7 separate regions of the Mus musculus genome follow, and regions 1, 2, 4, 5, 6 and 7 are each linked to region 3. The links are chromatin contacts, called in public HiChIP or PLAC-seq and promoter capture Hi-C maps. All regions are on one chromosome and are shown on one strand. Each heading gives the region's core, a stretch centred on a gene start, on an enhancer-like site or on the middle of the called end of the contact. The rest is flanking DNA. Distances are from core to core; before and after follow the strand shown.

Evidence for each region. Promoter capture Hi-C pulls out the DNA fragments that hold promoters and counts their contacts. HiChIP or PLAC-seq counts read pairs in DNA pulled down with a chosen protein or histone mark. Capture Hi-C pulls out chosen DNA fragments and counts their contacts.
Region 1: a contact with region 3 is called in a promoter capture Hi-C map of embryonic stem cells, with 2.4 times the contacts expected there. The contact joins the enhancer-like site here to the promoter of Fbxo43 in region 3. A contact is called at or near these places in 8 of 39 promoter capture datasets (3T3-L1-derived adipocytes, embryonic stem cells, frontonasal cranial neural crest and 5 more), 3 of 115 datasets of contacts at active chromatin or transcription factors (T-cell acute lymphoblastic leukemia, large pre-B cells and pro-B cells) and 2 of 9 other capture datasets (adipose tissue and macrophages).
Region 2: a promoter capture Hi-C map of hippocampal neurons shows a contact between it and region 3, with 3 times the contacts expected there. The contact joins the enhancer-like site here to the promoter of Fbxo43 in region 3. A contact is called at or near these places in 8 of 39 promoter capture datasets (the C10 cell line, embryonic stem cells, fetal liver and 4 more) and 2 of 115 datasets of contacts at active chromatin or transcription factors (bone marrow-derived macrophages and microglia).
Region 4: a contact with region 3 is called in an H3K27ac HiChIP or PLAC-seq map of acute myeloid leukemia, with 10 times the contacts expected there. The contact joins the enhancer-like site here to the promoter of Fbxo43 in region 3. A contact is called at or near these places in 3 of 39 promoter capture datasets (cranial neural crest, maxillary cranial neural crest and second pharyngeal arch cranial neural crest), 7 of 484 Hi-C or Micro-C datasets (CD8 T cells, DN2 thymocytes, Th2 cells and 4 more) and 3 of 115 datasets of contacts at active chromatin or transcription factors (the 230-238 cell line, acute myeloid leukemia and embryonic basal ganglia).
Region 5: a promoter capture Hi-C map of liver shows a contact between it and region 3, with 4 times the contacts expected there. The contact joins the promoter of Vps13b here to the promoter of Fbxo43 in region 3. A contact is called at or near these places in 13 of 39 promoter capture datasets (3T3-L1-derived adipocytes, HPC-7-derived erythroid cells, cranial neural crest and 7 more), 20 of 115 datasets of contacts at active chromatin or transcription factors (DN3 thymocytes, the NIH/3T3 cell line, acute myeloid leukemia and 13 more) and 2 of 9 other capture datasets (adipose tissue and liver).
Region 6: a contact with region 3 is called in a promoter capture Hi-C map of hippocampal neurons, with 2.2 times the contacts expected there. The contact joins the enhancer-like site here to the promoter of Fbxo43 in region 3. A contact is called at or near these places in 7 of 39 promoter capture datasets (the 3T3-L1 cell line, 3T3-L1-derived adipocytes, the HPC-7 cell line and 3 more) and 1 of 484 Hi-C or Micro-C datasets (the N1E-115 cell line).
Region 7: a contact with region 3 is called in a promoter capture Hi-C map of hematopoietic stem and progenitor cells, with 5 times the contacts expected there. The contact joins the promoter of A830021M18Rik here to the promoter of Fbxo43 in region 3. A contact is called at or near these places in 10 of 39 promoter capture datasets (the C10 cell line, cranial neural crest, embryonic stem cells and 5 more), 31 of 484 Hi-C or Micro-C datasets (B cells, the C3H10T1/2 cell line, CD4 T cells and 22 more), 13 of 115 datasets of contacts at active chromatin or transcription factors (the 230-238 cell line, DN3 thymocytes, cardiomyocytes and 9 more) and 3 of 9 other capture datasets (embryonic stem cells, liver and macrophages).

Annotation. Positions count from the first base shown.
Region 1 is chr15:36,759,089-36,762,693 of GRCm38.p6, forward strand. No RefSeq gene overlaps it. Among named protein-coding and RNA genes, the nearest start is that of Gm41297, 33 kb to the left of the region's middle. Within about 2 kb of position 1,708, at least 43 of the 459 cell types and tissues checked have an H3K27ac peak or open chromatin away from gene starts, as enhancers often do. A contact at or near this core is called in embryonic stem cells, where this site is marked.
Region 2 is chr15:36,978,909-36,982,546 of GRCm38.p6, forward strand. No RefSeq gene overlaps it. Among named protein-coding and RNA genes, the nearest start is that of Zfp706, 27 kb to the right of the region's middle. Within about 2 kb of position 1,488, at least 188 of the 459 cell types and tissues checked have an H3K27ac peak or open chromatin away from gene starts, as enhancers often do. A contact at or near this core is called in embryonic stem cells and hippocampal neurons, where this site is marked.
Region 3 is chr15:36,162,856-36,166,687 of GRCm38.p6, forward strand. It overlaps Fbxo43 (F-box protein 43), which reads right to left and starts at 2,006. Exons shown (of 5, transcript NM_001081253.2): 1 at 1,615-2,006; 2 at 1-314. The coding sequence starts at 204.
Region 4 is chr15:35,267,692-35,271,296 of GRCm38.p6, forward strand. Gm33497 (a long non-coding RNA gene) reads left to right here. Exons shown (of 3, transcript XR_875131.2): 3 at 698-2,612. All of the region lies in intron 1 of Gm52178 (a long non-coding RNA gene), which reads right to left. Among named protein-coding and RNA genes, the nearest start is that of Gm52178, 27 kb to the right of the region's middle. Within about 2 kb of position 2,155, at least 17 of the 459 cell types and tissues checked have an H3K27ac peak or open chromatin away from gene starts, as enhancers often do. A contact at or near this core is called in acute myeloid leukemia, where this site is marked.
Region 5 is chr15:35,369,255-35,373,164 of GRCm38.p6, forward strand. It overlaps Vps13b (vacuolar protein sorting 13B), which reads left to right and starts at 1,864. Exons shown (of 62, transcript NM_177151.4): 1 at 1,864-2,523; 2 at 2,679-2,853. The coding sequence starts at 2,707. LOC115488525 (a long non-coding RNA gene) reads right to left here. Exons shown (of 2, transcript XR_003951638.1): 1 at 3,441-3,910; 2 at 974-2,906.
Region 6 is chr15:37,029,987-37,033,475 of GRCm38.p6, forward strand. No RefSeq gene overlaps it. Among named protein-coding and RNA genes, the nearest start is that of Gm34724, 15 kb to the right of the region's middle. Within about 2 kb of position 1,800, at least 99 of the 459 cell types and tissues checked have an H3K27ac peak or open chromatin away from gene starts, as enhancers often do. A contact at or near this core is called in hippocampal neurons, where this site is marked.
Region 7 is chr15:36,724,980-36,728,368 of GRCm38.p6, forward strand. It overlaps A830021M18Rik (a long non-coding RNA gene), which reads left to right and starts at 1,266. Exons shown (of 3, transcript XR_875150.3): 1 at 1,266-1,989. Gm41297 (a long non-coding RNA gene) reads right to left here and starts at 3,332. Exons shown (of 3, transcript XR_875152.2): 1 at 2,736-3,332.

The DNA of each region.
Region 1 (3,605 bases), core at 458-2,957, 600 kb after region 3:
AAATGACTCTTTCACAAGGGTTTCCCAAGACCATCAGAAAACCCAGATTACTTACATTCTGATTCATTGCAGTAGGAAAATTAGGTATGCAATAGCAACAAAATACTTTTATGACAGGATCACCACAGCATGAGGAAGTGTATTAAAGGGTCACAGCATTAGTAAGGTTGAGAATCACTGGTCTAGATAAAGGGAACAGAGGCAGAGTATGCTGGTGTTCGGTGAGATTCATCCTGTCCACCAGAAGCAGTTACAGAGATGGTGAAGTCCAAGGTGGAAGGAGTTGGAAGGCATGAATTAGTTGAGAGACTTGTGTTACATTCAAGGTGCTTTGGAAGTGGGGCAGGTGGGGGGCATGGTAAGGTCTGTGACTCAGACCAAGCATCCTCCCCGATCCCTCCCACACATAAATGATGACATAACCAGGAAGAGAAGGAGCCAGCAAAGGACACAGACCTAGGAACAGTAAGACAGGGTAGAAAGCAGGGGCCCAGGCAGTATACAACACCTGGCCACTAGGTGAACCCCTCAGCCTCCTTTTGTCTCCCCTGTCATGTGGACCTTTTGTCCTGTCTTCTGCTACTGGAACAGAAAACCTCGGGCTGGATAAGCCACACACACGGTAGACATTTATTTAGCTCATGTGTCCAGGGGATGTAAAGTCCAAGATCGAGGGACCACATGTAGTGAGGACCTTCTTGTTTCCTTATAAGTCTGCAAGCACATGACAGACAGACAGACAGACAGACAGACAGACAGACAGACAGACAGAGATGGGGGTAATAGGAGTGGGAAAGGGAGTGGGGAAGACCAAACTGATAACAAACCACTCTCTAGAGAGCCACCCATACCCTGAATAATTTGATTAAACTGTTCCTGACCTCAGAGCAAATGTTCATTGCAATGAGTCATGGCTCTGTTTCAAGGCTACACCATCTTCTGCTATACCATCAATACCGGATCCTCACTGGGACACCTCTCAGATATTCTGTTGTCCTGTGCCATGGAGTTCCTTCAGCTTTGGATCTGCAGGGCTGGCCCCTTCACAAATTCCAGCAGATCATAGATGGGACAGATGTTGGGGTGTGCCAGCTCAAAGTGCTAGACCTTGGTCTGGGGGGTAGCTGAGTTGGTCAGTCTGCCAGCTCTCCAATGTTGTGGATAGCCCTGGGGCTAATTACATTTTATGTTAATTCCATTCTCCAGTGAAGGGTTTCATGTGAATGAGGAATGAGTCAGCACTCAGGTGATTTCCTGTAAACCTGCTTCCCACCTTAATTTGTAAAATAAAGGAAAGCTGATGATTGGGCAGATAAAAGGGAAGGTGGAGCAGAAGGTGAGGGAGAGAAGAAGGAGAAAATGCAGAGGAGGAGGAGGAGGAAGAAAAGCAGAGCAGAAGCACATGGCCTGGAGAAACCGCAAGTTCTAAGGGGTCTCATGAGCTGTGGAAGATGGTAGTGTAGCGGTAGATATGCCCAATCTAGACGCACTGCATGTAATCATATTAACTGTGTTGTGTTTTCATTACCAGGGCATATTTGGGAGATTTACTGCAACACTCCTGCACCCGAGCCACCAGTGTGAGCTCTACAGCACTGCCCTAGCTCATCCAATGCTACAACTGGCCAGGGTCAAGGTCTACCTGCCTGTTCTCATGTTCTCATGTGGTGGGAGGCAGCGTATCCCTACCTTTGCCACCAGGGGGAGTTCTGCTGTGCTGCTCAGCTAAGGTTCAAGGCCCATTCTCCCTAGTGCTGCAGCCAGTAAGGGGCTGGGCCAGCTCTCCCACGCTCATGCTGTCAGAGCATCTCACCTGCACCCCCACCATCAGGGTCAGCTCTACTGTGCTGCTCTATAGGGGGTGGTGCTGATGCTGAGGTCCTGTTCTTCAATAGGTTCTCGATTCATCAATAAAGATGCTAGCTGTCAATGACCTGGGCAGAACAGGTGGGACTTCCAAGGTCCCCACAGGCAAGCTAGCAGACCTAGGAGAGAGGGAGTTAAAGGAGATAAAGCCAACCAGCCATGTGAGTCAATGGTCACTGTATCTGATTATGCCAGAGTGGCAGGGGATGTTTAGCAGTACCCAGTCATTGAGTTAGCAAAGGCATTTTGAGATTAACTGGTGTGTGTGTGTGCATAGGGGCTGGTAGCGCAGCCTGCAGCCTGTTCCTGAAGCTTACGGCAGGGTAACAAAAACTACACACTCTACTGCCCAGGTGAGGGATGGAGCCAGTTCTCCCAAGAGCCTCACAAACATTCCTGGGCACACAACTCTGAGACACAGTGAGTGGTGTGTTCTCAGCCAATACATCTTAGGGTTGATTCGCTATATTATATTAGTCAGATTCTACATTTCCCCTCAAGATAGAGGCCATGACCCTTTGCATTTTACAGCTAAGGATAGGTGCAGTAAATTCCCTTGGCCGCACTGTCTGTTGTTCAAGTGATGGGGGCCAGGCTCCAGCTCCAACATGTCTCCTGGGTGAGAGGTTCTGTTTTCCTGCCCCACCAAGGCATCTGATTTCTAAATGGGAAGTGAAAGTTAAAAGGCAGCTGGGTCAGGGAGACCCTCGGTGGCCAGGCAGGGCCAGTACAAGATGGGTCTCCACCTCTGTGTCAGTCTCCCTGGGCATGCCTATTAGCCTCAGTGCCTGACATGGTTGGTCAAACCCAACATCATCTTTGTGTCAAAGTACTTCCATCACCAAGGTCAAGGCCCTTGCTCCTTACATGGTTTAGTTTTGGTGCTGGCCAGTCATCTCCTGGAGTCATCAGAGCCTGGAGAACATAGGTCGCAGTGCCTGTCTGCAAGCTTCACTTCTGTTTATTGAACTGCTTAGTCTTCACCACAGCTCATTCCTAATTTACCAATAAGAAATCTGAGGTTCGGGGAAGAAAAATGGTATCAAGGATTAGTTTTGTTTTGAATTCACAGAGCCATCTGACTCCATACTTAAGGGCAGCAGGCACCAAGCAGGTCTTTCCCTTCCCCTGACACGGAATCTTCCTAGCTTAGAGTCTTTCCGGAACTGGTCCCAGAGTGATCAAGGATGGTGCGAGTGTCAGCTCGATCCCAATTTACCCATTCTAACAGCTAAGCAGACTCCTTCCTAATATTAAAATGATAAAAACAGGGCTATAAAATCAGCTGGTTTTGTCATTTTGGTGTCTCCGAGTGGGACGAGCCGGGGGTGTGAGCTGGTTGTGGGCAGTGACACACACTGCTGGCAGCAAGAGGATGAATCATTAAAACAGAGTGTGGAGACTCATCATGGCGAGAGCTAGCCTGGCCTGGGGTGGGGCAAGTACCCCAGGCAAGAGTCAGGGCCTAGAGCTTTTCTTCCCAGCTCTGCTTTGGCTGGGGGCAGCTCCAGACCTCAGCTTTCTTTGATCTAGACTTGGGTGACCTTCAAGGTTACTTTTGGCTCTCAGTTCCCTGTTCCTCTGTTTGGGGATAGAAAAACATTTTCTGTGCCTGCCGTGAGCCCAATGTTTGTAATCCTTCCAGCAGTGGTTAAGAGATCATGAGCATTGGCCTATTGGAGTTCAGACCCAATTCCTGCTTGGTCAGTTTTCAGTGGCATGGCTTGGGCAAGCATGCC
Region 2 (3,638 bases), core at 238-2,737, 820 kb after region 3:
CAAATGTCTGGTTCTCAGGTAGTGCACCAGTATAGCTTTCCTCTCTTGTGTCAGACTCAAAGTGACCCTCCAAAGCTCCAGGTAGAAAAATTTAAGTCAGCAGAATGATGGACGTCGCTTATGCCCTCCTGACCACACACCAAAGCAGGAAAGGGCAAACCTGACTGAGGGTTAGAACTGTGGAAGCCAGAGCAATGGCAGCGACCTTGGACCATAGCAAGAGGATAGCATGTAGCACACTGTTACTGTTGAAATGTTATATCCATCTTTAACCTTAGGCAATACTTGAAAATATTCTCTGACACACTTATCCATCCACTAATTATTATCATCAGTCAAATGGGGGTGTCATGGCTTATTTCATAGTAGGGTGGGTGTGAGGCTGAGAAGAGAAGCTAAGTGTGACAAGCCGTTGCTGGTGCTTGTGTTCTGCTCCCGTGGGTCTGTGGGGCAGCTCCTGGCCGTCTTCAGACCCTGGGTCTAATACACAGACAGAGCTTCAGCAAAAAAGCTGAGAGTGGGGTTTGGTGTGAAACGGCAGTGAGGGAGGAAATCTGCTTGGCTGATCCCCACTGCGACAAAAGCGCACCCTATTTCTTGGCACAGACCTCCCACTTGAACTAATTAAAGTTCCACACAGGTGGAAAAGAATCCTGCCTTGAGATCCGCCATGTGGACATAGAGATGGAACCGTTGGCTCCCCCACCCCACACCCCTTTCTTCTTTCTGTTAACAGAAAGCAGCGTTCTGTTTCCAAAAGCAAAGCGAGGGAAGGGAATGTATGTGGGTTTGCTTGAATGCTAGGAGAAGAGGGAGGAGTGGCTGACTCTAGAAGGGTAAGACAAACGCCCAGGAGACAACGGAAAAACGTTCTGGTGACAAGTGACGCGTGCAACGACAAGAAAGCAGACGGTGCTCATACAGAAGAGGCACACAGAAAAAAAAAAAAAAACAGATTTCTTTTCTAAATAGCTTTGCATCGACACCCACTCCCTCCCTTACCTTTGCGACCAGCTCTTCACCTACGACCCCATAGGCAGGTCGTGCAATATGCTAATGAGGCCACAGGGAGTAGGCGGGGCAGAAGCCGGTGCTCCTGGCCACCTAGCGGGAGAGCAGCCCACCACCAGCTTGAGGGATGCAGAGAGCCAGACTTTGTGTGGGTGGAGCCACCTGAGGCCTGAAACTACACTTTTGGTAAGAGAAAGACGATTCCCTGCTTGGATCACCCACTGCCTTGCCTCCTCTGGAATTCCCTGCAGGAATATTCTGGAGAGACTGTTAATTGTGCCCTGGAGTCTGTTCTTTCCCCCTCTCCATAGCGTTTTTTTACAGGATACCTCATAGTGACATTTTCTAGATTTCCTTTTCGTTGGGGTGGGGGAGGGGCAGCGGGCATGAGTGCTTCCTCTTAGGCGGACCCTCCTCCCTTATTCCTCTTTCCTGGCTTGGATCAAGATGCAGCTGCTATGGGTATCTGGACTCTGCCCATGAGGGCTACTCCTCAGAGATGCAGCAGTAAGGCATGAACTGGATTCCTAGTCATCACCAGGGCCCTGGAGTAGGGCCTGGCGTGCAGCCTATTACTCTATCAACCTAAGAAGAGTCGGTTGTCATATTGTTGCCAAGATGTTGGTTTTGCTTCATGCGGCTGAGCCTATAGTCCAAAATATAGACCTTAAGGGGCTAAACGGACCGCTCAGAGGTTAAGAACACTGTCTGCTCTTCAGAGAACTTCAGTTTGATCTCCAGTACCTGAACAACTGCTCACAACTGTAACTCCAGTCCAGGGAATCTAATTCCTTTTTCTGGCCTCCTCGGACACCAGACACACACGTGGTACATGTAGGCAAAACACCCATACACAGAACAAAAATCAGATAGAACTTTTGAAAATCGTCTTATGGTAAATAATTTCTATCTGGAGAGCAAATTTATCTTTGTCTACAACTAACTGACCTGGGAACAATGAAAAGGAATGAAGTTCTATGCTAGATTATCTCAAAAAATAATAATTTCAGAAAAAAACAATGCGATTAGATATGTATCTAGTGAGTAGAGATAAAAATGCCCCCACAGTCAGTCTCCAGCTTCATCTATAGAATCTGCTGTCTCTCTGGCCAATCTGAAGTTGGTGAACTTGACCAGCACGGTTTCAGAACACAGAAGCTGTGTGTGCACAGTGAGCAGGGACCACAGCTGTCCATGGTCTGCTTCAGATCTTGTGACCAGTTAAAGCTGGAAAATCACAGCCAAGGGAGTCCAGGAAACCAGCAAGCCGATGCAGAGTGCCGTGTATTATTTCCTAGCTGTGGGGAGGGGGAAAGGTTTGGAAAGGAATCGTGAGGAGTAGCTGTAGTGGCTGATCCACACCCCAGCATACATTCCTCCCTGGCTAGAGGACAGCACCACTCTGAAAAGATCCACTGTTAAAATTCACTCTCATAAATACAGAGGTCACAGCAACAGCTTGAATGCGTCTCAGAACCAGGCAGGGGGAGCCCCAAGGAGGGCTAACCTCTCTCACTCCAGTGCCAGTGGGATTTGGGGAAGGCTGGCCAAGCAGTTGTGAATTTGCCTAAACAGGATCAATTGAGTTTAGCTCACTCCATCAGATCAGGCAACACTGTTTGGAGGCTCTGGGACAGATGTTAGGACTAGGTAGGAACGGCCTGTTTTTCCTTCTTAAAGTTTCATTCATAAACATTGTTCTTTGTTGCTGTCTTAGCATGCATCCAGGCTGACCTTTAGTCACGTGTTCTTAGGTGGCCTCAAACTTCCGACCCTCCTGTTTCTATCTTCTGGATGCTAGAATGGACAGGAATATACCACCATGTCCAATTACAAACTGCATGCTTAAACTATGCATTTTGTAATTTTTTTTTCAGGAAAGAACTCCTCCAATCTAGTGTGTTACGTTCATTACTCAGTTCCTTTCAGACTCTTCGCTCTCATTTTCCCTAAGCTTTAAAAACATGCAGGTATTCATATAGATCAAAAAATATTTCCAGTTCCCTAACATGATTCCAGGGCCTGGAGACACAAACACATTGTGCACATCTTCTAGGCAGGATGCTCTTTCAAACACATTTGTTCCACCTTTTGTAATTTTGAGAACAAGGTATTTGATGGAGAAGCAGAAAGGGTTACTTGTTCATGTGGAAAAAAAATGGATGTCACATAGGAAAGAGCTTTCAAAAAATGCTACACTTAAAATAATGATTCTCAACTATGGCTACACTGAACCACCTGGAAAGCTTAAAGCAACAGCAGCCAACCACGCCTAGGCCTCAGTAAAGTGACTTAAGTGGTCTGCAGTAAGCTCAGGTATTTGTAGTTTTAATTATTCTCCAGGTGACTCTAGCACGCAGAGCTGAAAATCCACATACCTTGGCATTAGGAAAATATCTGCGGGGGATAGGGTAGGCACACTGGGGATTTAACCCAGGTCCTTGGCATATGCCCTAACTGAGCTATATCCCAGCTCCTAGGTTTTTGGAAGCTTACCTCTACAGAAATCATGTCTGTGTTTGTCACATAAGGTAAGTGCAGCCAAGCTTTAACAAGATGTTCAAGCTGTAGTTCGTATACTCACGGAATCTTAGGCAGCAAGATGCTGTAGCCCAGTGTCGCTAAAC
Region 3 (3,832 bases), core at 756-3,255:
CATTATTTGACTGGGAGATACTGCAGAATTGGGGGAACCTAAACTTGGAGTTTCAGGATGCTCACAGGTTAGCATAGGCTCTTCTTCTTTCTTATTAAGGCTGCAAGATTCTGACAGCTCGTGATGGCCCCTATATTTAAAGGAGGATGTGGAACAAAAGTCTATGAGGCTGAGACCCTTGACAGTGACAGCAGAGGAGTCCATATTGCTTCCTGCTCTGTGGCTGGCTGAGTGCCTTTGGGATATCTTCAAGCTCTCTGTTTTTACCAAGTAGATACAAGTTTATTCTTCCTTTGTGATGTGCAGCCAAGCAACTTATAACAAAATATATAATTTGTGTTAAATATAGATAATAGGAAATTATGTGATTTTTTTCAAGTTACTTAAAAACAAATTTTCATAATAAACTGTCCTAAATGTCCTACTTAAAATACCACCTTGCTATAAACTGTATTATATTCTGATTACTTGACAACCATAGGCAAAGCACCAAGCACAAATATTTACTTGAACTATTCTTAACAAAAACATACCAGCCTTATTTTCAGATTATTTTGTTACTGTATGATTTTAGTTAGCAAGTGTATATTCGGTTGCAACATTCTAATGTCTCTGTGTTCAGTTATTTCCTTTCAAAGCTCACCAGGCGAGGCTGGGGCTGCGGCTCAGAGGTCAAGAGCTTTTGCACTGCTCTCACCAGATACCCAGGCTCGGTTCCCAGCTCACATCCTCATGTTCAATAGTGTCTCTATGTATGTCTCTATGGGCACTGTACTCATGCACATACACAGACATACATAATTAAAAATAAATCAGAAAAAAACCACTATGTTTTTTCTTTTTAACATTTATTTGTGGGTGACACACATGCAAACATAGCATGCCATAGAAGTCATTTCTCTCGTTCGGCCACATGGACTTAGACATGTATGGTATGTAAGTTAAATATGTAGTTTAAATATTACAAAATAACCTGCTACAAAAACCACAAGATCCGAGGCTCACTGCTATAAAGCAAAGTGATTTTTAAGCCTCTTCCGCTTTTGGGCAGTTTTGACTTCTGATCCCCTGTGCTTATGACTAACTTCTGCGCATGCCTGGTAGGACAAGATGATTAAGCTCTGCTTTCTACAAATTGCTCCAAATAGTAAGTTACAATGTTTCCTCTCATAAATCACTTTCTCCTGAAAAAATATTAATTCAATCAATTTGCGAAAGTTAGAGCATGTGCATTTACTGTATTGTATTGAATTTTATTCCATGTGAAATTTATTCTAAAAGTGACCTGTTCTGCCACTTCACCACTAGGTGCCTCACCAGCATAAGATTTGGGAAATGGAAGCTAAAAACCGTTGGGAATAAAGTAGGAGCCCTGATACACGCTCCCTACTTGGGAAAACCAGAGACTCTGTCGCTGCCTTCATCCTCATCTTGCTTATACACCAAAATGCCTGCTTCAAACTTTGAAAATTATTCATGCAACCACAGGCTGATGAATCAAACAAACCTTTTGATGGCAAAAAAAAAAAAAAGTTCTGATAAATCACTCAGAACTCCTATCTACAAAGACTTACGCAAAATAAAAAAAAATAAAAATAAAAAAAAAAGACTTACGCCCTATACAAGTCAGAAAACTGCTTCGTTAAACCGATGCTCTCATTAAAGTGGAATATCTTACCACCAGTCAACCTTGAGTTCTTAAGACATGTCAAAGTAAGGTAGGCTTCCAAACAACAAAGTCTGTCATCTTTGCCTTTAAAGTTCATGCCGAGGTACCACCACTTAAGAGAAAAACCTCAACAATTAACGGAGCCCGGAGCAGCGCCGGGACGGCTTCAGGAGGGGCAGCGGCTGGGAAGGTCAAGTCGCTCGGAATCTCTCCGCCCCGCAGCAGCCGCACTCTCCGGCCTCTCTCCAGCCAGTCTTGGACCTGGGGGAATCTCCCGACTAGAGACCAGAGATGCCCCCCCACCGGAGCTGCCGAGCCGTCTGCTGCGGGCGGGACTAACGGTCGTCACCCGGACGTGCGGGCGGGCGTGCGGGCGGGAGACGCCCCTGGGAGGAGGGCGGAGCGGCTGCGGGCCGGCGCACCTGGGCCGCGCCGCCCACCTGAGCCGGGAGCCTCGGCCGAGCCCGCCCCTGCCACCTTTCCCCGCCCAGGGCACCACCCTCCCCACCTTCCGTCTGAGCGCTCGCCCCGCCTCCCCGCCCTCATCCCTTCGCAGCTCCGCCCTGCTCCATCCAGCTCTCTGTTGGTCCCTGCATCACTGCGTGCGACCAGACTGGAGGGACGCATCGGTTAGAAAACCTGCAGTGCCAGGCATCATCCCTGGAAGTGTTTCGCCCGATGTACAAAGTCAAAGAATCCTATCAACAGCTTTGGATAGTAAAGGCGTAAATACAGCATAAGGACGGAGAGGTTGACTTCCTAACTATTTGATTTTGGGTTAAGAGAGTGGCAGTGGTCCCTGGGAGTCCACTTGAACTTGTTAGGTAGCCAAGACTGTCCTGGAACTCCTGATTTTCCTGCCTTCATCTTCCAATGGCTAGGATTACAGGAGTGCCCCAATAAACCCAGCAACACCCCCCAACTTTGGTTTTGGTTTTGTGTGTGTGTGTGTGTGTGTGTGTGTGTGTGTGTGTGTGTGTGTGTGTGTGTGTTTAAGACCGTGTCACATGAAGTCCAGGCTGGACTTGAACTCCCGATCCTCCTCATTCCACCTTCCAAGTTCTGGCGTGTGCCACCACACCTGGTTAATGATTTTTTTTAAAAATAGTTTATGATTTTGCCCTCGTTTCTACAGTGAACAAATATATAAATTTTGTGAATAGACAAAAAAGAAAAAAGTTGTGAGTCACACCTCTATAGTCTCTGCAGTCAGGAGGCAGAGGATCTCCATAGAGACCAGCCATGTCTACATACCAAGTTTCAGGTCAGCCTAAGCTACATAGCCACTGACCTGAAAAAAAAAAAAAAAAAACCAACAAAACAAAAGTTATGAATAAATGAGTGACTGTGTTTATTGGTTTCAGACATTCCTTTTTAGGGATCAGAAACAGCCAAGAACCTATCACACCAAATACATTTAAAGTCTTGGCTTTCATTCAGTGTTCCAAGAATGCACAGCCTGACCCCCATCGCCTGTCTAGCTGGTCTTCTCCGAGCAGAGACTCTTTTCTTCCTGGGACCACTGCAACAAGACATTCCACCTAGGCAGTGTTCAAAGTTTTATCTTCTCCAAATTGACACAGGTCTCAATCAGAACCTCAGCTGCCACCTTTAAGCTAGTAACAACCACTACCCTCTTCTCTGAGGATTCTCCTTAGCGTTGACAAATAGGCTTAAAATACCCAAACTCAAAAGTAAGCTCAAGCTACATGCTATTCATGCAAAGATGAACAGGGCACAGTTTCTTAATGAGGCTTGTTTATAAACAGGTGAGAGTGCCCTCACTCCCTAGGGCACTGGGCAGGTGCTAACCATTAAACCAGTTAGAATTTGACAGCTCAGCTGATAAGGGCACTTGCTACTCTTTCAAAGGACCTGAGTTTTGTTCCCAGCACCCTTACCACACTGCTTACAACTGCCCAGAACTGCAACTTTGGGAATTGACACCCTTTTCTGACCTCTGCAGGCACTCGCACACACATGGCATATATTCACAAAGATACACATTTAAAAATGTTTAAAACCACTGTGTTTGTGTAATCTCTGATAGTGAGCACTCCCCATGTTCATTTTCCTGTAGATAAAGATTCCTGAGGAGGTTGACTCCCTAGTTAGAAGCTACTGCACTCTTCCTTGCTGCCCTGATAGGCTGTCACATTCACG
Region 4 (3,605 bases), core at 905-3,404, 900 kb before region 3:
TTTCTTACCAAGAGAACTTTTCCTAACTTCTGATTTAAATTATTTTATGATGTTGCCCTTTCTTTCTCTGTTCTGCACTTTCCTAACACTTACAGATAGTTTAATCTTTAGCCTTTCCAGAAATATAAGCTCTGTGAGAGCCCAGACCATGCTTACTTTACTCAACCCCACATCTTCTGAGCTTATCATCAGTAGATGCTTAATTAGTTAAAATCTGGCCGGATATAGCTCAGTGCTAAAGCTTGTGCTTAGTATGTGTGACACACCAACTGGCTTCAGTCCCCAGAACCAAAAGCCAAAGAAACAAAAAGCCACTAATCAAATAAACAAGTTTATTTATTTACCTTTATGGGAAAGGGATTTTTTGCACATTGTTAAGAAAACAACTACATTCTCCAATAAATAGAAAGGTAACTAATACCAGTTAACAATTTGCAACACTGAAATAAACAAAGAGTAGAACATTCTATTATATTAAGTAATCAGGTAAACTGAAAAAAAAAAAAATAAAGACATGACACAGCCTATTTTAATACCCAAAAATTAAAAAGTAAGGGATCCAGGAGAATCATTGGCAAAATTTAATAATGTTCCAGATTATTTTATCATCAAACTTTTATCTTTTTTTTTTTAACATTGTGCATGCATTCGTGCGTCAAATGTCTTTGTCAGTCTCTTCTTCACTTTATTTTTTCAGACAGGATCTCTCCCTGATCTGGAACTCACAGACTTGGCTAGACTGGCCAGCATGTCCCAGAACTCTGCGCATCCCAGCCAGGCACACCCAGCGTGGATGGCACACCCAGCGTGAGTGGATGTCGGGATCTAGACCCAGTGCCTCAGGCTTCAGGGCAGGCAGTTTAACCTGCTGGGCCATCGCTAACACCCAGGAATGTCTTATATACTGAAACTTTCACATATACTGAGAGCTTGATTTCTTTAAAAATGTGTTAGTTTAAGCTTCTTCTATAGCCACATGGTGAACGTGCTTTGCAAATTGCAACAAAATCAGAAAAGTGTGCCCAGTAGAATTCTCTCTTCCTTCACATCATTTCGTCAGAAACAGAAGAAAAAAAAATGTAAATTGCCTAAATGGGAGGAGAGAAGCTGTTGTTTGTTTTCACGAAGTTAATCCAGTCTGTAAAGCAGTAAGGCAAAGCCATACTCTTAGCCAGAGTTGCATAATCTTCAAAGAAGAGTCCCTGGAGAGTCATAAGCAGAATTGTTGATTCAACACCCACACGTGCTATGCAAGACTCTTGGCCTGTGCCCAGCCTGCTTGGGACAAGGTATTCACAAGCTCCTGCACACTGCCAAGGAGAGGGGACGCCAGGTAAGGACATTTCACACAGCCATTTGGGTTCAAAACGTTTGCCCCACATTCACTCACTCACTCAGACATAAAACTAAATCCCTTTCCACACCTCCATGTGACCAAACCCAAGGGAAGATCCCTCCACAACAGGCAAAAATTCCTATCTCTGCTTGGGAACAAAGAATCCATGACTAGAGACAGTCTTCCAGGGCAGTGAAGGGCTTTAGAGTCCACAGGCTGAGGCACCGGGGTCCCTCTCTCCAGACAGGCCTCGGGCCTCTGCATTCTAACCACCAGAAGCCCAGGGTTGAGGGCAAGGCTCAGCTGAGAAAGCGTTGAGCCACAGCACACTACTCCAAACACAACTGAATTCAGTAGGCTAGAATGCCTAGAAATTCTGTTTCTTCAGTTTCTAGCCATCCAAATGTCTTTACAATGATTTGATACATTTAGGTTAAAACTGTTTTAGTGCTTGACTGCTCAGTGAAGCCAATTAAAAACAGATGCACTAAGTTATCTATGGGGGAGACTGTCCTCAGGTAAGGGCTCTTGCATGATGGCCTGGGTTGGATCACCAGGCCCCATATAGCAGGACATTTCCCCAAGTTATGCTGTGACCTCTGCATGTGCACCATGGCACACATGAGCAAACACACACATACAAACAAATAATAAACAAACAAACAAACAAAATATAAGTAAAACTTAAAGAAAGATCTGTAGGTTTGGCTATGCGTAAGCACACTCATACAGGTACACACACACACACCCTACTCACACAGCAAGGAGCTTCAAATTATCTCATCTGTTTGCTTGCACAGGCCCAAATTGCTCAACTGTGGGTTTCATGTTGCCACTATTGACGTGTTAATTATATCGGGTTGTATTTCATCCTTTCAAACTGTCCTCATGGCTCTTTAAGAAGAATGGATTTCTAACTGTGAGTTCTCCACACAGGCTGGTGGAACCAGCAGTGTATGCTTGGGGGCATTGGAGAGCTAAAGGCGCTGATAGACTGAGCAAGTGCCTTAAAGACAGATAAGACGAGGCGCAGTGGCCAGGGGTGACAGAACATTCCTGAACACTAGGAGATGAATCTGTTTTCATCCAGCACTGTCTCATTTATGTGTTATGTGACACCAAGTTCCTGACTTTGGACTGCAGCCTTGATGGATAAGTGACAGACCCTTAAACTCTCTCTCTCTCTGAGGTTTGACTTCCCCGCAGAAGTGAAGAAGTACCCACCCCCCAAGGCAAGGCCGATGCACTCAAAGTGAGTGTGCAAACTGACAAATTTACTTCCTTATTCTTGGAAGCTACTTGAATGTTAATTATTTTATTATTTGAGTAAATTTTGTGAAATGCAAAAAAAATTTATTAATACTGACTATGTGTGTGTAATTTTAAAATCTGAGTCTTATAAAAGTTGTCCTCCAATGGGTGTATCCATCACTCTTGTATCACCAGACACCCACTGAGAGAGCACCCATCTGTGAACATCAATCCAGCTCTTCTATACACCCTACTACCCACTCTTCCTTCCTACCTATGGCTATCCCACACTTAAAGGGTCTTTTGTCCATTCTCTTACCTTCGGCAGCATTTTCAGAGTCTGAGGCTGGAGAGCAAATGACTTCTGTTCCCATTTCAGAGACCCTCGGCTGTATATTGAGTTCCTGTTCAGAGCAGCGGCTCCACAGGGCTTCCTCACTGTTTAAAGGCATTCCCCCAACTGTTGTGGCATTAATAAGCCCGAGAAAGCTCAAGTATGGAAGTTTCTTCAAAATACAGCACGTGGGGCAGCTAAACTAGCTAAGAATGTTTCACTAAGCGTGACTACCTGTGGTTCATGCTCAGGACCCACAATGTAGAAGAAGAAAACTGACTCCCTCCTGCAAGCTACCTCAGACCTCCACCTGACACAAAAGTACACACACACACACACACACACACACACACACACACACACACACACACAGGAGATGAATAAGTAAATAAAGTGATTAAAATTTTAATGAATAATTAAATGAAGTATAAAAACTTCAGCTGCCAACTTTGTTGTAAACCTGCTGGGAAAGATGCAAACATATAAAAAAAGAAGGCAAGAGGCAAGCTATGTGGAGTCAGTCTCTACCAGAGATGAGCCCGCTTGCTTTCCCTATGCCCTCTGAATACCACTCTTAATTATTATACATCCAATAAACACTAAGGTCAACACTTCACACTCTGGGGATCTCAAATTAAACAGTCAGACTAAGGTCTCTGTTGCACTTTCTAAGTAATGGCATGG
Region 5 (3,910 bases), core at 614-3,113, 790 kb before region 3:
AGCAGTCAAATGCTCTCTTCTAACTGTGTGACCTCCAGGAACCAACTATGACTGTCAGGCTTGACAGCAAGTGTCTTTACTGGCTGAGCTATCTCACCGGCCCTGGACATTAATAATTTCTGAGAAACACCATTCTAGCATCAAGTATTTTAAGATAAAATATTGCAGATATGATTGTAGTACTCTGAATTCTGTTCCTGTTTTATTCTATTTCTTCTTTGGAGGTGATCCACTTAACTCACGAAACACACACACACACACACACACACACACACACACACACACAAGCTTGAAACAGAGAACTTTCTCCACTTGCTAACATAGGTCTACAAAAATCCTACAGCTAATAGTATATTTAATGGTGAGAAAGTTTCTGCTAAGCAGCCTGTTCTGAGCTAGATTGAGACCTACTTCTGTAGATTTACTGTCTACCCAATTTGCCTCATGGTCTTTCAGAAGAGACTTCAAAAATATATTGTGTTTATGTATATTGCCTTAGAAAAGATGTGAGAGGTTTGGAGAGATGGCTCAGTGGTTAAGAGCATTGACTGCTCTTCTGAAGGTCCTGAGTTCAAATCCCAGCAACCACATGGTGGCTCACAACCATCCATAATGAGACCTGCTGCCCTCTTCAGGGGTGTCTGAAGATAGCTACAGTGTACTTACATATAATAAATAAATAAATCTTAAAAAAGATGTGAGAACAGAGGATCTTTGGAGAAGCCTACTCATTTGACAAACAATAATAATACAAATGAATTAAACTTACTTTGATTATAGAACAACACTCATGGGTTGAAAATGATTAACTTTTAGTAAACAAACAAATTGTATCCAGATAATGTTTTTAGGCTAGGGATTTGGCACCTTTTTTCTGGATATAAAAGAAAAACTTCATGTTTAGCACTCTATATATTATTTTAAGCATCTGAGTAACATCCTGATAGTGTTTTATTAGATTGTCACACATGTATAGATTTATGGGAATTTTAATATTAAAACTTCTCAGCCATGGATTCAACCTAGTTGCTGTTCAAGTATTTTGGGTAACAAGAAAAATGTTTATTTTGCTAATTAGGCTTTCATAACATTCACATTACATGGTCATTTATTAAGGCTTTTGAGGAAGCAGCTGCTGTGAATTAGCAATTGCTTGCTGTTTTTTCTGCCTGCGAAATCTAATTCATTATTTTCACTATTAAAATGAACTTTGGCAGTCTCACGAATACCATTTTCTATAGCAATCTCCAATTCTCTCAAGAAATAGTATTTTTTTTTAATTTCAAAAGTTTTATGAGTGGGCATTGAATAACCTATAAAGGAAAACTATTTTCAAGACACTATGTTTTCTTCAAAAGTTACCTAAAATTAAGAGAGGCTGGTTTAAAAAAAAAAAAAAGGCAGCATATCCCATGCTATTTCTATCCACTCAGTCTATTATCTTCTAAGGTAGATGTTTGAGTTATTGCTGTTAGCCCACAAGTTACCACTACTAACATCTATACATCTATTTCATCGTAACATAATCCACACTGTCCTTACCACTTATTTCACTTTTGGCTCAGGACTCTTATTTTCACATTCTCTCAGCTTTTTGGGGACCTCCATATTAGACGGTAGGCCAGTCCTCTCCATTCCATGCACCCTATGCACACTAACTAGGGGCTATTTCACCTCTGCTTTGAGAACGAGATTATGTACAGTATGGTTTAAGCTCACTCTTTTAAGCTGTTCACCCCTGATCTCAACTGTGTACCCACGTCCACTTTCCCGGCCTTGCAAAAAAACTTCAGCAGTAAATTTAAATCTTCCGCCTTTCTTAGCTCCTCCCACCTGTCTTTGACCTCCACCCTACCGAATCCCAGTTCCTCTTTCCAGTTCTTCCAGTAGCCACGGAAAACAACCGTTTCTCAATTTTCTGGGCTTGAAGAACGAAGGCTACTTCTCCCGCCTCCACGGCACCCTGCGTTCCTGCCGCCTCCGACTACTAAGCCTCTTGGGCAGTATTGGGTCACGTCCCGGCCATCGCCGTGTCCCTGCAGCGCCACTTCCGGATCGCCGGTGCTTCCACTTTACCGGTCCGCATCCCGCACCGAGCTCTTCGTAGAGTTAATTCCTAACCCAGAGCGGTGGCAGCGGGGATCCCGGCCTAGCCAAGCCGGAGTCGTCCCAGGCAGGCAGACGCGCGGGGTCCTTGTCCCCACCGCGGAAACCTGACGGACGGCGAAGCCCGCACACCCGGAAGTGGCGCGGAACGCGTGAGGCGTTTCCGCGGCGGACGCCAGGTACCCGGAGGAAGAGCGCACGCCGCCGCTCTGTGGCGTGTTTACCTTGGAGCGGGTGCGGCGGCGGCGGCAGCAGCGGGCCTGACGCCAGCTCGGTCCTATGGCCGGAGATCCGCCTGCGTTCCGGGAGTCGACCGCCTCTGGCTGGGCTGCGCTAGGGTAGGAGTGAAGCAGGACGTGCTGTCCTCCCACGCCCGGGGGCCGGCCGCCTCCAGCCTCTCTGCCTACTCCTCGTCAGGTGAGGCGCTCAGTTAGCGGGGAGCTCGCGCCCGGACCCGGAGGGCGGGCGGGCGATCCGGGAGAGCGGCCTTGCCAAGCTTCCTGAGAAGTGCATTTCCAGTTGCTGCCTGTCGATTCAGTTACTTACAAAATTTCCGTCTTTACCCTTTTCAGGATCTGACTTCGACGCTTAAATTTGAAGATGCTGGAGTCGTACGTAACTCCAATTTTAATGAGTTATGTGAATCGCTATATCAAGAACTTAAAACCTTCAGATCTCCAGCTTTCACTATGGGGTGGGGACGTGGTTCTCAGCAAACTCGAGTTAAAGTTGGACGTTCTGGAACAGGTAAGCAGTACAGCTGCCATCGGAACATCTTCGTCTTGATAGACATAGCCTGTCTAGTATGTTTTGAATGATAATAAATTTCCTGTTAGCGTGTTTTGCCTACTGTGTAGTTAGAGACTTCATTTTATAGAAAACAAACAAACAAACAAACAAACAAATACAAGGCTTTTTGCCTCGTAAGGGCTTATTCTGTTAGGATTCCCCAACATTTTTTCAGCCGATAGAAATTTCAGCTTGTTTACTCAGTTCTCAAGCACTGCCAAATATGCACACTCTTACAATGTCATATGAAACGGGGAAACATTACATGCTTGTTCTTCTTTTGGGTCAGTGGGCGAGTGTGAAAAACAGCAAGAGCACGCACATGTAAAGTTCTGTTCCTTTTACCAGGAGAAATGACATCACTCATGGATCCTCAGATTGACTAGACACAGGTTGAGAATGATGGTAAAACTGGAAACATCTTTACTAATCACTTTTTAAGGTTTTTTCTTTTTTTTTTTTTTTTTTTTTTTTGGTTTGGCATTGGAATGATCTGATGCAAATAACTCTGACTTCAAAGTTCACATACTCAATAATTCACTTACCACATTTATCAATGACATATGCCAAGTACTTCTCATATGCTTGAGCTATGTGTATACACATTATCTGCGGGAGCGCAAGAGCCAGAGAGCAGCTGCTTTGTAGGAGAGGCTTGAGCTGATGGGGGGGATGGTTATCAATACTTTTCATGGCGTACTCTTGTTATTGGATAATCCAGACAAAGCACTAAGAAAACCAGCTTTCCCCATTTTCTGCAAACGTTATTGGATGTCTTTGATATTTTCATTTTAGTTTTTAAAAATGAGAACAAATCCTAAGTATGATTGTTGAACTTTAAGTATGGAAATACCTGTGAATTCACCATCATGATGAAGGCAGGGGTGTCTCTAGCACCCTACAAGATGTACCTGTGTGCCCACCACACCAGACTCCCAAGACACTGCTGGTCTCATTTCTGCACTTTTGTGTTACTCAGATGAAGGACTGGACTTAGCACTGCCTGCATGCTGGC
Region 6 (3,489 bases), core at 550-3,049, 870 kb after region 3:
GTATGTATATTTCTGGTCATTTGATGAAGTCAATGTTTGACTCAGCCACAGAGAACCTGAGGGATACCAGAAGGAGCATAAATGATCTGGGTCAAAGGTCGGGAAGCCCCAAGGAGAACTGAGGGAGTCCACATTTGCTGCTTATTTATTGTTACGAGATGACTGACAGATTGACTGAGGTCTGGTTTCTAGAACCAAGGGACAAGGTAGAAAGGAAGTTCCTAGAATTCTGACTCGCTAACTTGGGTAGATACGTGAAGAATCAGAGCTCAAGAGAGCTCTAAACACAGGTAGCAGGCTTGTTGTCCTAAAACTATCCAAGAGCTGAGGCAGCCTTCAGGGAAACAGCCTCCTTGACTTAACAAACGTTTAGATTTCAGCTACCCTGAAGGATGCCTCTTGGATGGCCATGGCCATGAATATCAAGTGGCAGAAAGTGGTTCGTGAGTAGGCTGGTGCTCATAGATAGGCCTTAGGAGGTTCTGCTTTCCTTCTGAAATTAAAACAAGTAAACAGACATAAAGAGTCTGTAAGGCTGGATGTGCTTTCTTCTGCTTTGTCCCTTATGAGAGAGGGCATGGTGTCTACCTGTTTTTCAATTTCCCTTCTGTCTTCCACCATGCAAGAACACTGTACGGTGAAGCTTCCTGTATGCCGGCACCTTGGGCTTCAGCTTATAGCCTCCAGAATGTCAAGAAATTAATTTCTCGTTTTTCATTGTTCTGTTTGTTTGTTTGCTGTTGTTTTGTTGAGATGGGGGTCTTAAATAGCCCAGGCTAGCCTAAAATTCACCGTGTAGTTGAAGCCGACTTTGGATTCTGGATCTTCTCCTCTCTACCTCACAAGTATTGGAATTCCAGGTGTTCCCAGCTTTTGTGGTCCTGGGGACTGAGCCCAAGACAAACATTCTACAAACCAATTACACCTGCAGTCCCTAAATGTCCCTAAATTACACCCCCCCACACACACACAGTAGCTGCTTGGCTAGACATCCCTGCCCCCAGCTACTCACCTATGACAACACTGTGGATGTGGAATCCCAGTCTGAGCCATGCCTCTACTTCCATGCCCACTCAGAGGCTGCCAGTACTAGCCTGAGAGCAGTCCTCAGGCCTGGCACAGCCTGGTGCTCATCGTCATCCTTCCCTCCCAGGCCTGTGCTTATGATTTCCCGGCATCTTTCAGACAGAAGGCAAACATTTACAGTGGGGGGAAGGCTCATATCTATCTTAGTCATATTGTTTGTCAAAAAGAACACAGAACTCAGAAACAGAGTGCCTGAACTCAGAACTCAGATCTGCAGCTTCCCGTGTGGCCTGGACTATCTCTTCCATTGTCTTCTGAGTCTGATTTCCTTGTTTGCAGAATGAGAATTGTCATTATTCCTGATCATTTTCCTTTCAGAGAGCTCAAACTGACTGAAGCCTGATAGGAGCTCAGCAGCTCCCATCTGAGTCACTCAGGATACAGGTCTGCTTGCATCTACATTCCTCAGCATTCCAAATGCAGGCACAGCCCAGGGTCCACAATGAATGGAGTCAGTGGTCGAGGTAATCCACTCTAAGCTCAGCTAGGACAGAGCATATGACAGGAGGAGAAGCAAGTCCCCTCAGTATGTTATGGTCTTGTTCTCTGGTTGTTCATTTGGAGCTCTTTATACTGGACTGAATTTTTTCTACCCAGAAGTCTGGAATGTTCCTTCCCTCCCCCAGTTGCTATTGAGACCAGAACTGCCTGCAAGAGCAGCTGAGCAATCCATCAGGCACTGCAGCTTGGCTGGAGATGTGAGCCCACTCTGAATGAGCCTTTCAGCGACACAAGGCTCCTGTGGGGGTGTTATAACTTCATGGCTACAACATTACAGGCATTGTTCTAAGCTTGCACAAAAGCCTTTGCTCAACCCAGATGCCCTGAGTTCTGCAAACTGCCCATCCCTCTGCCACATTCTTTTCAGACGAGGTTTGCTGAGTAGTTCTCACAGGATTTTCTGGGGTGGGGCTACATGTAGGCAGAGATATCTGGGGCAGGGCTACCTGTAGACAGAGGCATCTGGGGCGGGGCTACCTGTAGACAGAGGCATCTGGGGCGGGGCTACCTGTAGACAGAGGCATCTGGGGCGGGGCTATCTGTAGACAGAGGCATCTGGGGTGGGGCTACCTGTAGACAGAGGCATGTGACAAAGACCAGAAGGATTTTGTTGCTACTAATTAAAACTTGATTTTCTTTAATATAAAATTTACATCTGCTCCTAGGTGTTAAGTGTGACTCCTAATCAGGACGTTGAACATTTCTGTCACCCCACAAAGTTATCCTTTGTCTCTTTCTTTTCAATCCTGCTCCATCTTATAGACAGCAATAGGCCTGACTCCCATCATAATAGGTGAATTTAGCCTTCTTGAAAGTTTCATATAGATGACACTGTACACCATGTATTCTTTTTCTGGATGCTTTTTAAAAAAAGATTTCTCCATGTATCAGTATGTTGTATGTGCGCAAGTGTATGAGTGCTGCAAGTGTATGAGTGCTGCCTGTGAGTATGTGTGAGTGTGTATGTGAGTGTGTATGTGAGTGTGTGTACACCAGTGTCTATGGCTGTCAGAAGGGAGTCTTTGGATCCCTTGGAGCTAGAGTTATAGGTTTGTGAGATGTTCCATGGATGTGCTGGGAGCTAGCTTAGGCCCTCATAAAGGAGCAACATGCTTGACAGTTGAGCCATCTCTCCAGGCCCTGGATCTGAGTTTTTTTTTGCTCTTGTTATTGCTTGGATCCATGGTACATTTAAAAATTTTTTTATTGGGGAGTAATTTCCCATTGCACAAAGTACATTAGGTTATTTCTGTAGTTGAATAGGACATTTGGCTTCTTTTTTCTTTATTTTATTTTTTGGTCTATCATGAGTAGGGTTGCTATGGGGATTTATGTAAGAATTTATGAAGGTGTATTTTCCCTAGCCTTGCTAACTCATATGGCAGGAAACTGCTTAACTCCATAAGACACTGTCACACAGGGCAGTCTCTTTTCTCATAGTCAGTTTCACCAACAGTGTGTGAAACTCCAGTTGTTCCAGTCCTTACACACCTGCCTCCCTTCCCATCAGCTCCATGGGAATAGCACACGTGGTCTCTCCTAGAGTCTATGGAATATTAGTAGAATCACCATTTGCTACACACAGCTCTGGTTGAGACAGATGGGAGTGGTCAGAGGGCTTTGGTAGCACTGAGGAGCTCTGACTCCTCATCTCTCCATCCCTCACCACGTTCTGATGATTTTCCATGATCAAGATCATCACTGTCATTAATGTTCTGGAAGTTTCTGTTTTGGGTCTCAATCCCTGAATCTGGGACAAAGTTAAGCTCTTGTTGCAAGATCAAGAAGATCTTTGCAAGCAAACAACATCGAGAAGGGTGCTTCCTTCTCTGTACCCCTTCACCTCTGCCTGTTGGCCTTCCTCGGAAATAATTTTACTGAAGTATGCAGCTCTGCTCAGAC
Region 7 (3,389 bases), core at 16-2,515, 560 kb after region 3:
ATAAACTCCGGCTTTCCCAGACTGTCCCATGCTGGACTCATGAGCACCTTGACACAAGTCTTTGGGCTTCACTCTGTGGGGAGCCGCACTCACATTTGCCATTATAAGATGGCGCTGACAGCTGTGTTCTAAGTAGTAAATAATCTGCACATGTGCAGGGGCAGTTTTCCCGCCATGTGCTCTGCCTTTTTTGTGATGACAACTGGGCCAATGGGCTGCAGCCAATCAGGGAGCGACACGTCCTAGGCGGAGGATAATTCTCCTTAAAAGGGACGGGGTTCTGGCACTCTTTCTCTTCGCCTCTTCGTCTCTTCGTTTCTTCTTCTCTTCATCTCTTCGCCTCTTCGTCTTTTCCTCTGCTCTCTTCCTCTGCTCTCTGCCTCTCTCCCTCTCTGCCCCTCTCTCTGCCTCTCTCTCTGCGTCTCTCTGTGTCTCTCTCTCTCTCTCTTCCTCTCTGCCTCTCTCTGCCGCGCTCTTCCTCTCTTGCTCCTGAGTAAGCAATAAAGCTTTGCCGCAGAAGATTCTGGTTTGTTGCGTCTTTCCTGGCCGGTTGCGAACGCGTGTAAGATCACTCCTCTAGCAACATTCAGCTAATGGAACATCCCCATGTTTTGTGTAGCTCCTCTGAGCTCAGCACAAAATGGAGAATTCCCTTTTTCTAGCAGGGCTTCCACTTCTCTGACTACCCCCCCATCCTCTACCTGAGGAAGGTAATGGGGTCCTTGGCAAACCTACAAATTCCTCTCCCTACACCCCATAAGAACCTGCCCAGCAAATACCTGGGATTCCTGGAGAGCTTTTCCACACAAAAGAGGCGTTCCCAGTTCACTGAGCTCCAGCCAGTCATCAACATTCACCCTGAAAACTCCTCTCCACTCTCCAAAGTTCATATACAGCCCTTGTCCACCCAAATAAAGTAAGTGAGCACCAGCTATTTCACTGAAGACCATCTAAGAGCCACTTCATTGGGAGTCATCTAAAAGAGCTGTAAGACTAAAATCGCCAGAGAAGGCCTTCCTTGGTGAAGCCCTCCACCCCATGCCCACATGTGAGTTCAGCTGGACTGAGAGCCAGTCCCAACCTGTTCCAGACTCCACTTCATCCTTCAAGCCTGGTGCCTGGACACCCTGAGGGAGGAAACAGAGGACAGAGAAGCACTTCTGGCACCCAACGCGGCCCACAGCTGGAGGAAGCTAACATACACCTGGGAGGATGCTGGTACTTGATGGGCTGGGCTATGTCACAAGAGGGTGTGGTACAGACCTTTGATGGGCTGGGCTATGTCACAAGGGAGTGTGGTACAAATGCTTGCCATATAATGCTTTGCTATTGCTCTCCTGGTTGGGTCACCAATCTTTAGACACTTAAATTGTCTAAATGTAAAGAGAATTAATGTCACTACAGGCTGCTAAAGAGCAGAAGTTACTGTTGGCATGACCTGGCAATAGCCAGGTATGCCTGGCTCACTCTAAAAGGGTCTGCATGTCTCTTCCTCGCTGTCTGATCCTCTTTCTTACTACCTGCCCCTTCTCCCGCTCCCCCCTTCCTCTCCCCATGTGTTCCTGGCCTGCTTCTCCCTCTCCTCTCCCCACCTCCCGCCTTTCTCTGCCTCCCACCTTCCCCATGCCCTAAATAAACTCCATACCATGCCTCAGGGGGAGGGGATGCCTCAGCGGGGGCCTGTGGAGGCAGCCCTTCCACCTCACCCACCATACAGCGCCTCTACCAACACGGGTGCTGTGCCTGGGATTTAGAAACTCACAGGTTGCATGAGCTCATATTTCCGTGCTGCCACATGGACTTTGCAGCCATGGGATGGATCTCTTGCTAGACCTCTCCACCCAAGCACTGGAGAATTGGTAAAGCTCCCTACTCTCACTGGTCAGCATAAACGCCCTCTGGTCCCAAGGGAGGGCTGTTGAGCTTGCAGCCACCCCGTGGTGTCCTGGTCTTCTTACTGATGCTTCGTTCTCGGACCTCTACCCCTGGGTGAGTGCTCTCTCTGTCTCTGTCTCTCTTTCTCTGACGGTTTTTCTCTTGGCTTCTCTTGCACACTGCTGAAAAAATCCTACGCTTAGGCAAACCATCCTCCCTCAGGCTCTGAGCCCCACACACAGCTCGTGCACTGGTCCCGCAGCTCAGCTGCTAGTTCACTGCGTGGCTGGTGATCTGTTTTGGCTGCCTCTGTTTCTAGCTATCACATTTGTACTAGAGACACCGGGGAACGGGGAAGTCACTTGCTCCTATTCTCACCCAGAAGGGAATATCTTTGCTAGCACGTCTCCTGGTTAAAATTTGGCCCCTATACCCATCAAAGAATAACTCTAAATGGCCGTTTACTGGAACTTTAATAGCAAACTTTTACAACTCTCTAGCTAGCGATCTGTAGACCATTCCCTACCCCACGTTTTCTTGCTGCTTGCTCTCCACTCCCGGTTCCCTGCTCCCCTGATTCTGCCGCCACCACGTACTTTCCATCCGCCCCTCACTCTCTGTTCAGGGCGGTGCTGCCTGACAATCCTGAGCTCTCCACATTCCCCCTTGCTGTCTCCCTCCCTGTTTGACCTGACTCCACAGCAGCCAGTTGACTAGAGCTCTGGCAGCAAGGACACAGCTGCAGCTACGGCCCCCCAGCCCCGCCTACTCAACCCTGCCACCCAGTGCTCTGTGGCACGGCGTGATCTCTCGCGCGCGCCCCACCGCCCTGAGTGCCTGGAGCACACTTGCTCTCCAACCTGAGCAGAGTTGCTAGAAGACAGAACGCTGCTTCAGGCGCTGCTCTCTACTCTTGACCCCCATGCTGATATTCTGCTCTGCCAAGCCACAGGCACACTCCCGTAGCCATCGCTTGCCGCCAAGCCACGCCCCTCACGCTGCACTGCTTAGATTCATCAGTATGTTTGTCTTTGTAATGCTTCTGTTGTTCCATTCTAAGTCACACAGGCACATTCCTACAGCTCCATTCTAGGGGATAACAGTGACTTTTAGCGCCATCTTAACTAGGGGAAGTTCTGTGACTGTCTTTGTTGTAGGCAGATAAGGTTTTGCTATGCTATTGCTTCAGTGCCATCTTAGATGAGGGCAGTCATGTGGCTGGTTGTAGCTTCAGTGCCATATTTGTTACAGGCAGTCCCCAGTTCGCTGCCTTTAGGAGTGCAGCTTGCCAAAGTCACTTAGCAATTAAGATACAGTTTTCCCGTCTATCCTGCTTTGGTAAATAATGATTTCTAAACATTTAAAAGTTAAAGACCACTGCCTTAAATATATGTTTCTAGCCTTGTTTTTGCTACTGCCATTAAGTTCCAATGTGCTTTCTTTATTTGCTAGATGTGTTCTAGAACAAATAATTAAACAAACAGCGGTTGTCTAACTCAGATATGCATAATAGA